2 separate regions of the Manis pentadactyla genome follow, and region 2 is linked to region 1. The links are chromatin contacts, called in public Hi-C maps. All regions are on one chromosome and are shown on one strand. Each heading gives the region's core, a stretch centred on a gene start, on an enhancer-like site or on the middle of the called end of the contact. The rest is flanking DNA. Distances are from core to core; before and after follow the strand shown.

Region 1 (2,700 bases), core at 151-2,650:
TTATTTTTGCCACCTACCCAAATGCCCATTCTCTGGATCTTGTCTGAAGTCACAAACCAAGCATGGGCTCATCTTACAGCTCTCTCTGTTGCTAGTCACACACTACCATGTCTGTTCTTCAGTCTCTAATCCTTGACCTCTCCACATTCCACATTTCTGTTATAGCTCATGAGACAATTTGAGGAACAAAAATGTAGAGAGATTAAGTAACCTGTCCAAGGCCACAGGAGGATAAACAGAGCCAGGGTCCAGATCTGGATGTCTGTCACCCTAGCCCATATGCTTCAACACCACGAAGTGTTGTCTTTTAGAAAGAGTTTGGTAAAGTCTTGAAAATGGATGGGTGAATGGACAAATGGGCAGACAACTGGATTCTAGATAGACAGAAGAAGAGTACTGACTAGAGTTATTTACATATTTTTCTTGATTTCCCTGCTGGTTAATTGAGAAACTTGAAGGCGGGGATCCACTGTATTTAAGTTAACACTAGTTTAAGGATGATTCAACTGTAAACATCATACAAGGAAAGACAGATAAATTCAACAACATTTATAAAGATCTGTATGAAAAAAGAAACTACAAAAGCAATGCCAAGAGATGGATGACCAAATGAAAATGCGAAAAGAAAACACATTTACAACTATCATCAAAATCAAAGGGCTAATTTCCCTAATACGTAGAAAGCTCTTACAAAAAAAAAAAAAAGGAATGAACTACCAAGTAGAAAAGTGAGTAGAGGAAATGAACAGAACCATCATAGAAAAAAAATACAAAATGTCTCTAACACTTATGAAAAGATGCTCAATCTCACTCACAAGAAGGAAGTGCAAATCAAAACGATGCTGAAAGTAGGTGTCTGAATGGTTAGAGAACAAGGGTGGGTGGGAGACTTTCCCTTATGTTCCACTGTACCTTTTTAATTTGGAACCAAATAAGTATATCATCTATTTAAACATTTACTTAAAAGATGTTTAAGAAGATAAAGAATCAGTGGCTAGAATGAAAAGGATTCTGGACTAGTCAAAAGATCTGGATTATGTTTCTATTTCTAGAGATTTGGAACTGCATGTTCTGAGACAGCCACAATCTTCTCAGGAAAGTGGATCAAAAGCTGGGATGTGCTTCCTAAACAACTAACTGACACACACAAGTGTTAGGGGTTATTATTATTCCCCTGCCTCACAGCCTATTTAGTATAGCTCCTTGCATGTAGCAAGTGTTTTATAATTTTTTTCAATGGGTGAGCTTACCTCATTTTGCCCATTTTTTATTGGAGCCAAGAGTCAGGTGATCTGCATCTTTTCCTTCTCCTTCATCACTTCTTTCCTGTCTCTTATTTGACATCAGCAGAGAAGGTCTCCTACCTCTTCTTTGCAGGTGCTGTAAACTCTTTACATCAGTTTCAGCCCAGCTCATGACCCAGTTTCCTGCATGAAACCTTCCTAACTACACATTCTTCATTGTTCCAGGGCTTCCATTTACATTTGGGCAGGTTGTTCACTGCGTAAGAGCAACCAGCTGAGTGGATGAGTAGGGGCTGAAACCCAGCCCGCAGCCAGCTTACTAAGTCGTGGACCTTGGCGCGGAGCAGCACTGACCCCCAGAAAGTGAAGGGGCCCATTCTGATTTGCACAGATGTCAGAGGGGCTTAAAGTCTATATGCATCTCTCCCTTAACTGAACCACTGCCTAGTGCATTACCATTTAATTTTTGCCAACTCCCTGACTTTAGCTCATGCTTAGCTCCATCAGAGATAGTACTCTGTCTTCCTATCTGTGCATACCTTCCAGTGCCTAGAACAGTGTTGGACATCTTAAGCCACTCTTTCAAAAGTCTCCAACTAAATCCTAAACTCGCATCCTAGTGATGTTTTCTCAGCCCAAATCCAAACTGACAACTTTGAAAAGTCAAACCAGAGGCAGTGCCTTCCTTGAAATTCTCTTTGCTGGCTCCTGGGTTTCCCTTTCAGCCCTGACTACCCATAAAAGGAGCTCTACTCACTCCTAGCACAATGAGGTGAAGCTACCAGGACTTGAAAAGCAGACAGGCCAGATCAGCTTTCTCTACCACTTCATGGTTAAACTTATGCAGGCCCTGTAGTGTCCCTAAGTCCAGATGCCATCCAGATCTTTATCCATGACCTTGATCTCCTTACTGTTTAAATTCCAGTGCATGCTTGAATGTCTCATCACCACTTCAAGTCCACTGTACTGCTATTCTTAGCTACGTTATCTGCCACCCAGCCAGAACAAGAATGCAGAGAGGGTCCTTCAGCTGTGTTTGGCAGTTGTCTCTCAGTGGGCAGTAGATGGCGCTGTCTCCCCAGCCAGGACGCAGTCTTTCCACCTCTAAGGGACCATGCTGCCCTGACCCCAGGGCCCTGGGACATTCCATTAAAAATTGATTGCTTAAAAACTGACATTGTAATTCCTCAGGGTAAGAAATATCTGGCTGTGGCTGAACTGTGTAGATTTATGAAAGGTAGGGAGGAAGAGGAAGCACAAAACTGTAAGAGGATGAGGGGTATGATCTAGGAGAGAAACAGCTTTCAGGGCAACAGAAGGCAGGGGGACCAAGGAAGAAAGGTTGCCAGTGAAAAATGACAATGGCCTGTGGCAGAAATAGCCATAGAATTTTTAAGAACAGAATGTCTAATACTGAACCATAAGTAATCTGCTCTGCAAATATGAGAAATGTGGT
Region 2 (2,700 bases), core at 90-2,589, 170 kb after region 1:
CCATTCCTGTGATTCTGTGAAGTGCAAGCATCTGCCAACTTCATTACACTCCCAGTGTAGTCAGGCCTCAACACTCACACGTTAAAATATTGTTTATGTTACTTTACTAATTACGTTTGTTTTTATTTCTCCTTATGTTACTGACAGGGAAGCATGTTGATTTTTTTTTAAAGTTACATGTGTACCTAGGTTATATCTATAAATTTCAATTTACTGTATTAACAGTCATTGCAAACTTATGTTATAAAAAGGTTTGAAGGCTGAGAAGCTCAGATCTAATCAATCAGTCTCAGTGTTTGATGTTTTCCCTCCTCTTTCCCAGCACCAGCCAGAAAGGAAGGTTTTTTTCTCTCTCTCATAAGGAGCCCCCTCTTACTGTCTCTCCTCCATGAACACCATGCACACCTTCCAGACAATGGTCAGGAGCCTCAGGAACTGTCAGAAGGCCCTCACTTTCCCCACTGCCTCCAGGGCTTCCAAGTCTCCCTTAGTCGCGAAATACTGATGGCTAGGCCCTGCTGGAGTAGAATAATGTTGGTTCCTGCCCACTTCGAGGCTCTTTTTTCTCTTGCCTTTTTCCTGTCTTTCCTTTTCCCGGTACTAGTCTAGTTTCTCTCCTTGATGCTCCCCTCCCAGTCATTTGCTTCCAACCCTCTCTTCCCCATTCCCTGTTCCCTTGCCTGAGCAGGAATAGCAATGCGGCTGGACCCATGCGGCGGCTCTTCTCTCCCATCTGTCTTCTATACCCAACTCTTGACGCGCTTAGGCGGCTCCCGGCCTTCACCCACCTCCTCCCGTGCTCCTCTGTCGGACCCTGGCTTCTCCTTTCTCTTTCATCCATTCTGCCTCTCTCCTCTCACTCGGGTGAGGGCTGCCTCCTCTTGGTGCAACCGTCTTCTCCGCCTGCATCCCAGATTCCCTGTCTCAGCGCCAGCTCCTCTGCCTTTGGCTCGGGTTCCCTTGCCGCCAGTCCGGTTTCCAGCAGTGCGGCCCCGGGAGCCCGCCGGTGGGTGCGGGTGCACCAGCGTTTCCTCCGCCCCTACCTCTCCCCGGCGTGGTGGGCGGTCCAGGGCGGGGCCGGGATCCGGGGCGGCTCCCGGGGCTTGGGTTGTGGGAGGTGCCCTCTCCCCGGTCTCCCCCCTCTTGCCCCCGCCCTGTCTTCTCCAGCACCCTCCTCCTTCCCTCCGCCCGGGAGCTTTCCCCGGTCCCCGGCGCCGCCTCCTTCTCTCCCCGCTCCCCGCTTCGGCGGCCGCCGCCGCCCCGGGGAAAGAGAGACGGGGGTGGGATTTGGGGGAAGCGAGAGAGGAGGGAGAGACCCTGGCTGGGCTGGAGCCCGGATTCGAGAGGAGGAGGGACGGGAGGAGGGGAAGGTGGAGGAGAGAGGAGGGGGAGTGGGGAAGAGCCGCCGGGCCTGGGGCCTTGAGGCCCGGGAGAGCCGGGGAGTCGGGCCGGCGCGCCGAGGTAAGAGCCAGGGCCGGAGAAGCAGGGCTTGGAGAGGGCGTGCGGGGGAGGCCGAGCGGGACTGGGGAAGGAATCGGGGAGCGCCGAGGCGGCCGGCCTGGGGAGCGTGGATAAACCGGGCTCGGGCGAGCCGCGGGGGCCGCGGGCGGGGAGGCGGTGAGAGGTGGAGTCCCGGGAGGGTGGGGGGCCGAGGGAGGCAAGAGGGTGGGGACAGGAGGAGGGTGGGGACGGGCTCTCCCCTCCTCTACCCCCACCCAGCCCCGGGCTCCGCCCCCGCCGCCTCCGCGGGATGCCCTCCGCATCGCAGGCTGCGCGGGGCCGGAGCGCGGGAGGCGGCGGGCCGGGTGGCGCTCACGGCCGCCTCTCGCTCAGATGCTGCTCGTGCTGCTGGCGCCGCTCTTCTTCGGGCCCCCGGGCACGGGCGGGGCGCAGGCCCCCAACGCCACCTCAGCAGGTGCACCCTTCTCCGGCGATCTCGGGCACCCTCCACCCCACTTCCCGTCTTTAAACCCCTCTTCCCTGGTCCTTATTACTCTCCGTCAGCCGGTCTGACAACCCCGCCTGCTCGGCCCCACTTTACTACTCTTGACCTCCTTTCTATCACCCCACATTGTCACCCAGCTCGCCTTTTCCTCCCCCCCACATTACTACACTAGGCCACCTTTCGGTGACCGCACCTTCATTCCTGGCCCAACATTACCACCTCAGCTTATCCTTTCCTTGGTCCCACATTGATGCCCAGGTGGTCTTATAAGACTGCCCCCCTCATCCGAATTCAACTCAGATTTGCTCAGCAAACATACTCGCATACCCCTTCACAATTTCCTAATTACTTTTCTCTATTACTTCCAACCAGCTCCCTTCCATCCCCACTTGTGGGCTTCCTTACTGGCCTTACCCCTGGTTCATTACTCTTGGGTCCTTAGCTCAGGGTTGTGTACCCAGCCCCACTCCCACCTCCCAGCATCCCATCCCATCCCCTTCCCTCTGTTCTCCACCTGCCCATTGACCACTCCCTACGCTCCCCTGCTTCCCGCTGCTGATCCTGCCTTTTCCTTTTTTCCCACCATTCCTGTCTTTATGCTTACCGGGCTTACCTCCCAGGCTGCCAGATCATACACCCACCCTGGGAAGGGGGCATCAGGTACAGGGGACTGACTCGCGACCAGGTGAAGGCTATCAACTTCCTACCTGTGGACTATGAGATTGAGTATGTGTGCCGGGGGGAGCGCGAGGTGG

Evidence for each region. A called contact is a pair of places that touch in the nucleus more often than the background predicts.
Region 2: a Hi-C map of fibroblasts shows a contact between it and region 1, with 4 times the contacts expected there. The contact joins the promoter of GABBR1 here to the promoter of TRIM40 in region 1.

What each region holds. Positions count from the first base shown.
Region 1 is chr16:43,429,085-43,431,784 of mManPen7.hap1, forward strand. TRIM40 (tripartite motif containing 40) reads right to left here and starts at 1,401. Exons shown (of 7, transcript XM_036908657.2): 1 at 1,251-1,401.
Region 2 is chr16:43,595,195-43,597,894 of mManPen7.hap1, forward strand. It overlaps GABBR1 (gamma-aminobutyric acid type B receptor subunit 1), which reads left to right and starts at 1,340. Exons shown (of 22, transcript XM_036908646.2): 1 at 1,340-1,461; 2 at 1,834-1,915; 3 at 2,566-2,700. The coding sequence starts at 1,834. LOC118924147 (basic proline-rich protein-like) reads right to left here and starts at 1,826. Exons shown (of 3, transcript XM_036908659.2): 1 at 1,044-1,826; 2 at 789-903. The coding sequence starts at 1,763.